Linked DNA regions of Macaca mulatta: region 1 is linked to region 2. A link is a contact called in public Hi-C data. All regions are on one chromosome and are shown on one strand. The core of a region is the stretch at or near the end of the contact, and the rest is flanking DNA. Distances in the headings are between cores, read along the strand shown. Region 1 holds the start of LNPEP (leucyl and cystinyl aminopeptidase). Region 2 holds the start of ERAP1 (endoplasmic reticulum aminopeptidase 1).

What was found. Hi-C and Micro-C count contacts between places; a contact is called where the count stands out from the background.
Region 1: a contact with region 2 is called in a Hi-C map of fetal cortex germinal zone, with 1.9 times the contacts expected there. The contact joins the promoter of LNPEP here to the promoter of ERAP1 in region 2. A contact is called at or near these places in 3 of 14 Hi-C or Micro-C datasets (blood, fetal cortex germinal zone and liver).

What each region holds. Positions count from the first base shown.
Region 1 is chr6:103,289,957-103,296,026 of T2T-MMU8v2.0, forward strand. LNPEP (leucyl and cystinyl aminopeptidase) reads left to right here and starts at 2,009. Exons shown (of 18, transcript XM_001092287.5): 1 at 2,009-3,106. The coding sequence starts at 3,088.
Region 2 is chr6:103,156,825-103,162,965 of T2T-MMU8v2.0, forward strand. It overlaps ERAP1 (endoplasmic reticulum aminopeptidase 1), which reads right to left and starts at 2,277. Exons shown (of 19, transcript XM_028849584.2): 1 at 2,217-2,277. LOC114678862 (a long non-coding RNA gene) reads left to right here and starts at 6,099. Exons shown (of 2, transcript XR_003730460.2): 1 at 6,099-6,141.

The sequences.
Region 1 (6,070 bases), core at 759-3,258, 130 kb after region 2:
CGTATTAGCCAGGATGGTCTCGATCCCCTGACCTCGTGATCCACCCGCCTTGGCCTCCCAAAGTGCTGGGATTACAGGTGTGGGCCACCGCACCAGGCCTTTTTTTTTTTTTTTTTTTTTTTTGAGATGGAGTCTTGCTCTGTCGCCCAGGCTGGAGTGCAGTGGTGCGATCTCAGTTCATTGCAACCTCCACCTCCCGGGTTCAGGCAATTCTCATGCCTCAGCTTCTCAAGTCTCACCCTTCGGAATAGCTGGGATTACAGGTGTGCGCCACCATGCCTGGCTAATTTTATTTTTTGTATTTTTACATGTCTTGAAATGGTCCTTCTTGTCTTCGTGTGTGTGAAGGAATGGGAGGGGTGGGAGGCAAGAGGTTGGCAAAAAAATCATTTGTCTCTTTGTCAAAGAAATCTCAAAAAGACATAATGATCTACCTATATTCGCTAGCGCATTTTTTACCACATATCTCTGCAGAGTTGGGATATTTAAAACAAAACACAAGGTAACATGTTTCACACTTAAAAGCATGGTAGACTGTAGGTTACAGGTGATGTGAGGTGAGGCGATTTAACAAGCTGCGGTGTTTTAAATATCTCCTATACTAAGTGGTTTGGTTGCAAAAATAACTCCAAGAGAATATGACATGACCTAAAATATAGAGAAGAGCATCTTATTTAAGCAATACAATGTGTGAAGTATGTTAACAAAATCTAGCTCTGCATATACTGTATAATATCTGAACTGGGATACATCAGCCCCTGTGGTTCACTATTTTTGGTTCTGAAATGCCAGCACAAGGGGCCAGCCTAAGGGCTCTGATTACCTTTCACACATTAGGAAGACAGCAACTCTGACATATCATATGATACAGAAACCTTCTCTGTACTGATCAAACACATCATTCAGTATGGAGTCATTAACTGGAAGGGCTTGCAGCAGTGGAAGTGAACTCTAAACACCACTACGTCCTTCACTTATTCACGCAAAAATTATTTATTGTATACTTACCCACGCATTGGGGATACAGCTTTAAAAAGGATTACGACCCTGCCCTCACAAAGCTTGCATTCTTGAGAGGGAGACTGATAATAAACAACAAATCCACAACGTTGTTTCAGACAGTGATGAGGGCTGAGAAGGAAATAAAGCAAGGCCAAGTCTTTATAGAGTGTGGCTATTTTAGATGTATGGTCAGACAAGGGTTCTTTGCAGAGGTGACATCTGAGCTGAGACTTAAATGACAAGATGGAATCAGTAGGCAAAGTACTAAGCAAAAGAAACGGCTCTTGTGCGAAGAGCGAGCAAAAGGAATGATTAACAATGATGGATGGAACTTGGCGACTTCCAGGAACAGCATGAAGGCCTCTGTGACCAAAACATGGTGAGAATGTGCTGATGAGGTCCCAGAGTTAGGCAAGGAGTTTCATTTTTTTTTTTTCTAAGTGCAGTTGGTATGCACTGGAAGTTTCAAGTAGAGCGTGGATTGTGAGGGATGTAATAACAACAGACAGTTTAAAATACAATATTGTACTTCGATTTGACTTCTTCGAAACCTAGTTTCCAATTCCAGTGCTGGTCAAACAACACCCTGGCCGTCCCTGTTTGCGCAGGCTGTTTGCGCTCGCCGCGGCTTGTTTGTCCCTGGCGCCCCGCTGTTGACAGCCTCGGAGCGTGTGACAGTTGGCAGGCGCAGTGAGGCGCAGCCCGAGCCAAGTCAATGCAGGGGCCGGGGCTGAGGGAGGGGAAGAGGCAGAGGAAGCGGTGGTGGCGCGCTGGGAGGGCGGCGGCCTCTGCAGCGAGGGTGGTGGCGATGCGCAGACCGAGAGGGGGAAAAGGAAGCCTTCCCCGAAGAGCCTCCTGGGGGCTCACGGGGCCCCTGGCGGTTCGGCCCCGGAGGCTAGCGGGGCTGCCCGATTTGGCACTGGAAACAATGGTGGCTCGGGGCTGGAGGCAATTGCGCGAGAGCTGGGGGGCAGGGGCGACTAGGGGAGTTTCGGTTTCTCGGGCCTAGCGCCGCGGAGCCTTGCTGCGAGCCCCAGCGGTGGCACCCCCGGGAACCGCAGGTGTTGATTTAAGGCTTGGAACAGGCAGGCCTTCTGCCCACATCCTGCGGCGCCTGTGATCCGGCCCGGGCGATCCGGCGCCGGGTTTTGTTATCCGCCCGCACCTAGAGGCCGCGCCCGCAGCCGCCAGCCCCGGGACTGGACCCCAGGGCGCCCTCGGCCCTGGACCCCGGGGAGCCCTCGGCCCTGCGGGGTCCCTGCCCTCTCTTCCGTCTCCTCCTCACCGCCCTCCCGGGGCACTATGATGCGGGAGGGCATCCCTGCCGAAAAGACCTACAGCGCCCGTTCCCTCGGTCCTTCGAAAAGTGATCCCTCGGCGGCCAACCTCCCCAGGGAAACCGGCGATTCGCAGTTCGGATAGCGACCTTCGCCCGCAGGTTCCTGCTCTGCCTTCAGACCTCGGCTTCAGTGGCACCTGCTCAGCGAGGCCGTGTCCCACCAAGCCATCCGAATTAGCTACCCACTCACTCGCCATCACGTCACCCCGATTTAATGCGCAGCGGGGCACTGACTTTACACTCGTGTGTCTTCTGTGTTTATTTATGGTCTGTTTCTGGAATGTCCGCACCTGGGACTGGGACCATGTTTTCTGGCGCAGTGCGGGTGTCTCGGCGTCCAGAATCGGGCGGGTCGCAGTAGGGCTCCACAATTGTTGAGTGACTGAACACGGTTCCCGGCCAGGGAGAGCGCCGCAGCCAGGTCCACTTCAGGCAGTGACGGGGCGGGGCTTTCCCGGCCCCGCCCAGGCCCCGCCCCAGCGCGCACCCGCTCCCACCTCGCCTCTCCGCTGAGCCGCCGGGGGTTAGACTGTGCATTTCCCTCTTGCTTCCCTCGCTCTTTCTGCAGCCGCCACGAAAACCCGGAACGGCGGAGCCACCGAGCGGCGGAGCGGCGCCGCCCCTCGCGGCACCTCCCTGGCAGCCCCTGGAGGCCGCGCTGGGCATGCTCAGTCGGCTGGGCCGCCTCAGCTTTCGGAGTAGGAAGCTCGGGCGCTCGGGCTGTGAGGAGCCGCGGCGGGGGGAAAATGGAGCCCTTCACCAATGGTGAGTGGGCAGCCGAGGCGCCGGGACCCAGGCTCTCCGGAGCCCCGAGGGTCGTGGGCAGTCGTGATACGCGGGATCGGGCTGCTGCCGTCACCCCCCACACCGCGGGCTTCCCACGAGGGTTGGGGGAGGCAGGCAGAGGGATCTAGGGGAGGCAGGGAGGTTCGGGGGGCGGGCGGCGGCCAGTGCGGGACCCGGAGCTGGCGTGAAGGTCAGCGCCGCCGCCGCTCGCCCGGGGTGCGGCCGGTGGGCGAACCGCAAAGTTTGGGCTGCTGTGCGCAGAGGAGTGGGCAGTGGGAAAGTTGGCAGCTCAGGTTTGCCCCCGGAGGAGGCGGTGTCGGGCCGACTGTCCTGCAGGAGCTTTAAGCTGTGGCAGCCGCCGAGCCCAACTTTTGTGGGGCGCCAGGAGCTGTCCCCCTGCCCTTCAGTGAGCTGCCGGCGTGACTTTTCCTAATAGGGCGGGGTGGGGGTGGGAGGCTTGGCAGGTTAATGTTGTGGAAGGAAGGAAAACTTCAGGAAAGGCTTGCTCACCTCGCTCGGGGCCGCAGAGGTGCCTTCCCGCAGTGTCACCCTGCTGACCCTGCCGAGGTACTCCGCCGGGCCACCACGCTTCCCCTCACTGGCTGCAGATCATATCAGTTTTTCAGTCAAAGACTTGTTCATGTCAAGGGTCCGTCACGGTGATACCACTGTGTGACAGGAAGCGAGAGTCAACGTAGGGAGCCTGCACCCTGCAAACAGCCACAGACAGCCCTTCACTGAATGGGGGGCATAAATCCCACACTAGTTAGAACGATGGCTTTTGTGCGACCCAGAAGTGCCAGACCCACGATACAGGGGTGAGATGAGATGTCTTACCATTTTGCGGTGTTGAGTGTGTGGATTCCCTTTTAAGATAGAAAGTAGGAAAACTGCCAGTAAGGGAGACGACCCACTAAAATTAGAGGATTCACTCTCTGGTTGACATGTTTTCCTGAGTATGGTTGGTTACTTCAAGTAGAGTATCCCATTAATAGGGGCCTCAGTCTGTCCCTGTTTAGGTACGTTAGTTACCCAAATCCCAGCCAGACTTTGTTGTATGCTGTGCTTCATTCATGAGGCTGCGAACTACTGATTATATTCTCCCTTCTCTTAATATAGAATGCTTTATTCTACTGCCATCTTTCTGTCTGTACTGTTTAATTAGGCTTACTGATAACAACTTTAATTCTGAATTGTTTTTCTCATTCAGGTTCTGTTTGTAATTACTAAAACTTAAAGAATAGTCTGGTGAAGTTACTCGAAGAATTAAGGAAGGTTTGAGCTAAAAGGAACTAGAGAGACCATCTAGTACTTTAGTGTAAAATATGTTTAATATAAGTCGTTAAGTCCTTGTAAGTGACTATTTCAATGCTTATTCTTTGTTCTTGGTAGAATGCTTGGAGTTACCATGTTTTTAAATGTGAAATTTCATCTAAATTAAAAAAAAAAAATTCTCAGTGACAAGGCTGACTCACCCATTTGGTCAAGATTAGTGCTAGCTGATTTGATGAACCTTTGCCTACAGAATTAAAGTACTTTCTCAAGTTTTAAAATTGGCGTCTTTTCTCTCATAGAATATGCTTCTAGATGTGGGTATTTGCAAACTGTCACATTTGGGAGGACAATGGAAAAATCCCACAGAAGAGAACAAAAAAAGAAGCAATGCTTCAACTTTCATGTAGGAAATTGGATTTCTGATCCTTTCCTATCTTTCGGAGTTGATGCTGGAGACAGCTTGGCAGTGCATAATTTTGGTTAATGTAGCAGTCACTTCTTGCAGCCTTATTTAGCATCCTTTTATAAGGAAAACAGAAATGACAATATCTACAGTCAACAAGAAATTAAATGTTAGCAATTTGAAGTGCTTTTCAGGTTTAAGATGGACAGGGTATTTATTTGAAAACTTTTGAAGGATTGCTGTAGAATTTTCTAGTGTTTTCAAATAACATGGTACAGTAGACAGTTATATACTTCATCTTTCTGAGTACAAAAAGTAACGCATGTATAATGCTCCCATTGGTCTGGGTGTGATGATGCAGAGTATTTCATTATCCGTAGAATTTATGATTGCAAGATTTATCGAGCCTGGTATTGGATTTTGTTACACATTCATCCTATTTTAGTGGACTCTTTCTCACTTACACTTTCTCATGTATCCCTATATATCTAGAGAAGTGTGTGAGCTTAACAAAAAACAGTTTCAGTAATTTTGGACCACATATCTTTTAGTTAAAAATCTTGTCACTGGTTCCACCTACTGACCTATGTATTTGTAAAGGAAGTGAATTTAGTTTATATCTTGTCACTCTAGCCTTCAATACTCATCTATTCCAGTACGGTTTTTTTGTAGTTTCTCTGTTTTCTGTCCAAAGTTGCCATGGTATGACCTATTTTTGTTGGGCCCTGCTCTCTACCTGTTGATAATTTGTTCATTTGATGAATATGCCATGTTAACCTGTTCAGGTAACATACTTCTGCAAACCATTTAAAATGCCTATCCCCGGAAAGGGCTTATAAGGATGGATCTTAGTGCTAGGAATTCCCATTTAGCTCAGGATCTATTTTTGGCTTTGTCCTTGGGAGGGATTGCTATTATGCTGAAGTCTAGACATCCGGTCTGGGTTTGGATCTTTGGTGGCTTTTTTATGATGAGAGATGTGCTAGACCAGTACTTAAGATTGTTTTGGCAATAATGATTATGTCTTGTTAGGCAGGTGGAGGTAAAACTGTTAGTTCATAGTGATTTGTATATTTAAAAAAAAATCGAAGGCAACTATCTACTTTTTTTTGATAGGGATATTAGATTAAATAATTCTTTGATGTTTATCCAGATTTTTGTCCTCATTTGCATGCAGGGTTGGTATATTTTGGAAAAACTTAAATTCATCTTAGGAAATGCAGATGCTAAGGTTCACCCTCAGAATCTGATTGAGGAGGTCTGAT
Region 2 (6,141 bases), core at 1,027-3,526:
AGTAGAGAGAGTCTTGGAAATCTCATAATCCCAGTTCAAAAGGCACCACCCAGGTGAGACAGGAAGTGTGAACAGGGAGAACATTTTTTTTTTCCCTAGAAGTTGAGGAACTAGACAGTAAATGGAACTTGTGTTCTGCTTTCCATACGGCTGGCAGCAACAGCTTAATGAACACTGCCCTTGCCCCAAGATGGGATCCAGAGGGCTCTGTGAAGGTGGCAGGTTCAAGCATGTAAGGACTCTGGAAGTCCCGGAGACCTCTCCAACAGCCCCAGAGGAGATCTAGAAATTCCAGCTGGTTATGAGCTGACAGAAAGGCTGATGGGCTGCGGAAGAGGTTGGTACTGGGACCTTGTATCAGAGGCTTTGCAGGGTTGGGTCCATGAGGGGGCCAAAGAGAAACAGTTATGTCTCAAGGAGGATGCAGTGCATGAGTGGGGCTTGGTAAAAACTCCATGTAGTGAATAAAGGGCTTCACTGATAAATTATCTTATTAATCCCAAACAGTAGACGACACCCAAGATTCTGTGATCATGTTCCTGTGTTTGGCTCTTCCCCTGAAAAATTAGCTCTTGTTTGGCTTTGCTTCCAATAGTAAGTGTTCCAATTTGAAACATGGCATTTCATGGTTCTGGCTGGTCTCCTAGGGTCTGGTTTTACTAACAACTTTCTGAAAGGGATGCAGTTAAAAAAAAGAAAGCTCTCAAAAACAGTAGTCTACTCAATATAAGCAGCACTTCCCAAGAGAAGTACAATTCTCTTTGAAGTTACACCCCACTAACACTTAAAGGAATAGAAGCCAAAGAAGAAAAAGAACTAGTATTTACTAAGCTCTTCCAAAGCGCCAGGCACTTTACACATGCTTACTCTCTCTAATAGCCTATTATTCTCATTCAAGGTGGGGTAACTGAAGCAAAGACATTCATATAACTTTGCTAAGTTCACACAACTTGTTGGAATGCAGTCCAACAAGTTGGAATGTTGGAATGCAGTAAGTATAAACTCCCTGCTGTTTTAGCTTTACCAAGATCCTTTTTTTTTTTTTTTTTTTTTTTGAGACGGAGTCTCGCTCTGTCTCCCAGGCTGGAGTGCAGTGGCGCGATCTTGACTCACTGCAACCTCTGCCTCCCCTCCTTTTATTGGGGCACTATACTATATGAAATAGATCATCAAGAAGTAATTGAGATTCTTCCAGAATTTCCTGAACAATGAAATTAACAAGCACTGTAGGTAAATAATAAAATGCTGAATTTGAAAAAAAAAAAAAAAAAAAGTACTAGAATGTTTCTCTTCAGGTACCACCTGAAAATGTGCTACTTATACTAATTCCAAATCCTCAGGGAAGAGACAACTGTGCCCAATTTTCAAGTTTTTTTGTTTTGTTTTGTTAATTGTTGACCATGTCAAGCGCGTACTCTGGGTGTTTAATAGGAAACAGATAATTTCTTCCCGAACCTAGCTTACACAAAGAAATCCAAAAGCGTGAGGAAGTGTGTGCTCTTCCCCTTCCCCTCACAGAATTAACTTTGTAGGCCCACCTGGCCAGTGACGCACCCAGATAGGAAACTTTTAATTTGCGTCAACAGAGGTGCTTTATCTGAATAAAACCCAGTCAGAGCCAAAGGGAGAGAGAGAATTGCCGACCAGAAGAACGGGAGAAGCAGGGAGGGAAGTGACCTTATGGACACACATGGCCCGCGCTTCCCACCCCACCAGAGTCGTTAACCCAAAGCCTCTGGGTTTCTCTGGCAGCTATGGACAGGTGCCCTCCTCAGCCTGAGCCAGCCGCCCGCCCCACCCCGCCTTTTGGCCTCGCGCGGGCGTCGGTGGCCTGGAGGACTGGCAGGCATCCAGGCGCTACGCGGACCGCGGAGGGAGGCTCCCGCCGGCGGAATAGCGGAGAGACCCGCGGAGCAGGCGCGCCGGCCACGCGCCCGGAGGGACAGGGACAGGGACCGGCAGGGGTGGGCCCGCCGCCGACCTGCCGGGTACTCCGCGGAGTCGGGCCTAACCAGCGACTCCCCCGCCCTTCCCGCGCCCTGTCTCGCGCCCCGTCTCCCTCCTCCCGCGCCCAGTCTCTCTCAACCCGTGCCCCAAGCCCTCAGGCCCTCCCAGCTGGCGCAGGGAAGGGACGGGTGCCGCGCTCTCCTCCCGGCCAGCAGTCCCCTCCCCGCGGCTCGGGCGCGTTGTACCTGGGGGTCTGGGGCCGCCCTCACCCTTGCGCCGCCGCCGCCACCACCACCGCCGCCGCCGGCCTAGCAGCCCCGGGACCGAAAGTGAAAGTGGAGCCCGGGGAGCGACAGGCGGGCGCGGAGAGGCGCTTTGGCCCGAACTCTAGCTGCAGGCGGGGAAGCCCCTGGCTAAGGCAAGAGCTGGGGAAAGGGTAAAACGGAGTGGGGCCGAGCGAGGGAGTTTGCAGCTCCCAGGAAGGGAATTGGTAAATGAGCGCTGCACGGTATCAGGCGTGCGAAGTGCACGCCTTTCTTAACGCGGGTGTGTGTGTGTGTGTGTGTGTTTGTGTGGTGTGTTTTAAGATGTTTTTTGGTTTTGCCTTTGTTTTTTGGGTTTTTTTTGCTTTGTTTTTTTGTTTTTCGTTGTTCAGCGTTGCCAGGTTTAGGCGAATGCAGCAAAGACCCAGTGCTCAAGCTGCGGATTTAGGGCAGGCAGGCGCTGACAAGTCCACTAAGCCTAGACGCGCTCGACGCCCATTGGACTCGCTGGGTGGCCGTCATCTCGCCCCTGCCAATGGGCTGAGAGCTCTTGGCCCGCCTCAGAAAGAAACACAAACCCAGAAGTACTCTGTTGTGGCAAAGTGCTGCACCCTCTGGGGCTTCGGTGGAGAATGACTACAGTGGGAGATGCTGTAGAGGAGAAGGGTGGGTTATAGGTGGCCCCCAGGACTTTCCTGCACTACCAAGGGCCACTGTACCCCAAGGATTAGCTGCTTCCCGCATCAACACGTTCCCTCTGATTTTTCAAAGTAAATGACCATTTCTTCACTCCCCTTAGAACAATTAAAGCTGAATAAAGTGGCCAAAAAGACCATCTTTAAACAGTTGAGGCTAAATGATGTAACAATCAAGAAAACACAAACATTAAAACACCAAATGCTACAAGTTTATTACTGAAAAGGGGTCCTGATCCAGACCCCAAGAGTGGGTTCTTGGATTTTGCGCAATAAAGAATTTGAGGGGAGTCCATGGAGTAAAGTGAAAGCAAGTAATTAAGAAACTAAAGGAATAAAAGAATGGCTACTCATAGGAAGAGCACCCCCAAGGGCTGTTGGTTGTCCGTTTTTAGGGTTATTTCTTGATTGTATGCTGAACGGGGGGAATTATTCATGCCTCCCCTTTTTAGACCATAGAGGGTTACAATGGCATTTGTAAACTGTTATGGAGCTCGTGAGAGTGTAGCAGTGAGGACCAGAGGTCACTCTCATTGCCATCCTGGTTTTGGTGGGTTTTGGCCGGCTTCCTTATTGCAGCCTGTTTTATCAGCAAGGTCTTTATGACCTGTGCCTTGTGTCTACCTTCTATCTCATTCTGTGACTTAGAATGTCTAACTTCCTAGGAGTGTAGCCCAGTAGGTCTCAGCCTTATTTTACCCAGCTCCTATTCAAGATGGAGTTGCTCTGGTTCAAACGTCTCTGACAATTTGGTGAGTGGACCATGGCCCCAGTGGTAACAGGACCCTTTTCATGCGGTTCTCAGACTTTCTCCTCCCACTTCTTTATTGGCCTTCCCTTTGAGAACTTGGGATTCCAAGTCACTGGAACAGTATTTCTCTTTATTTTTTTCGATATTATGTTTCCGTTTGAAAACTATAATGTTTCGTACTGCCTATTCTCTCTAGTCAAGCACATTTTATAATATAAAGATTAACACCCTGTTCCAAGACTCAACTACGGTGGGATCCAGGAAAGTTTTTTCACTAAAATTCAACAAGAAATGAGGACTTTGAGATCTGGTAATTTCTGCATGTTCAGAATTTGACAGGAGGTATTAATGGATAGCGTGTAGCCTCCAAGACCTCCAGACATCTCTGAGTGCTACCAGTTTACTCAAGATGAGACCTCTTTGTCCAGTAAATGTGTACATTTCTTTGCTTTTGTATTTATATTTTTGAATATGATGGTTTTCCTTTTGCTTCTAGTAAAGTTTTTTGTTTGTTTGTTTGTCTTTTTAAATACATATTGAAAGTCCAGCTGGCAGAAGTGAATGCACCCAACAGGCTGGAGGTTAATACAGAAGACAGCTGAGGAGACAAACAGGACAATGCCCTGAATGGATGTGGGCAGAAAGCAGTTAAAGTGTGGGCAAGAAGAGAGCTGAGACCGCCACCCGCTCCACGCTATTTCCCCAAAAGCTCACCCTGACTCAGACTTTAGCCTGTCACTCTGGCCATGATTGTGTCTTCAGAGTTGAAGTGCACTACAAAGAGCGATGAGCCAGAGGATTTGGCAGCATTCACTTCTAGTTTCAAAGCCCTAGCAGGGATGTAGAGGAGGCAGACCTTGGAGTAAGGACTTTAAGGAGTCCTAGTTCTAGAGCCTGTGAGATCAAAACAGCAAATTACCAAACTTAGAAATAGTTAGAAGGAGGGAAACAGAGAGAAAGATTACCTAGGTTTATTGATTCCCTACCAACTGTTAGATACTGCTAAATGCTAGCTGTACGTGCATGTGTGTGTTTATAATTTGATCTTTTCAGCAACCTTGTAATGTAGGTATTATGCTTTATAGATGAGAAAAATGAGACAGGTAGGCAATTTGCTCAGAGTCAAAGAGAAAATACACACTACTTCTACTCACATTGCATTGGCCAGAATAAGGAGGGGTTGGTAAACAGTAATAATATTGTGTACCATATAGTGTATGAGGGCTGGTTGGCCGGTTGAGCCCATCCATTGCAGAGGCTTCTCAGTGTCCTTAGTCTCAGAGGTGAGCCAGAGGAATGATAGAGGTCCTCCTCAGGCCTAGACCAATGACATACGTACCACTTTGAGCTATTACTGATCTACTTAAAAAATATTGAATTCTAGATATTGTCAAGTGATGTTCAATTTTGCTGTAATTGATTGATTCAGTTCTGCTTTCATTAGCTTTTAGTCAATTAATGTCAGCATTTGGCTCATTTCTTCTGTTTTGCTGCCAAAGGTGCTCCTATTTTAATCATATTACCACTCTCCTTTTTGATGTAAAATCTCATCCAGAATCATGGTGTAGAAAACAGACAAAAGCAGGCCTGCTCTTATTAAACAGGGCAGCTCCACCCAGTCAGCCTTGCCCACTGCTACCCGGCCCCTCCACACACAGTGTGGTCCTTGAGACTCTTCCGTAGGCTCCCAGGGCCTTAGAACTTAATTTTTTTAAATGCCAATTTAAAAAAGAATAATAATGCCGCTCATTCTTGATATTCTTGATAAAGAGGATGACTTTTTTTCACCCCCTGTGCCAAGTTGCAGAGCAGTCCTGCTTAACAACAGCAATACCATCTCATTAATAATCAGAAACAGGGAAGATGGTGTAGATGCCATGTTAAAGACTGTTCCGAAGCAGGCCACTGAGCTCATATCAAATAATAAAGTCCTCTGAAATGTGGCAGCTTGAAAGCATTTACATATCATCTATCTCATGGAATCCTCACATTGTACTTATGCAGGTGGCTAGTAGCTCCATTTTTCTAGAATGAGGAAACAGGATTAGAGATGTGAAGTGACCTACCAGGGGCCATATGGAAAAAGCCTGGCTTAAAGCGAAGCCAGTTCAAAGGACAGCAGGGCTGATGGAAACAGAGAATACCTCCACTAAAGCCCTCAGCTCCAGCTGTCTTGAGCAAACCCTGTCCTTAGACTTTCCATTCAAGAGGACCAATGCTCTCCTTTTTTATTTAGCCAGTGGAGTCAGTCTTCAGAGAGAGTACTGTATTACCATATGACAGACGACTATGGGAGGGAGAAATGTATGCCAGACTCTGTAGGAACAACTCAAGCAAGTTGAGTGACCGTAGCTGCCCTTGAACTTCTAGAACTGTGGATCCTGAAGAACATTCTAGGTGCCACGAGGACTGATCACATGTTTCCAATTTTCCCTCCCTCAGGCATTTATTTCACAAGATACTGCTGCCTAAGGTAACCTGAGCA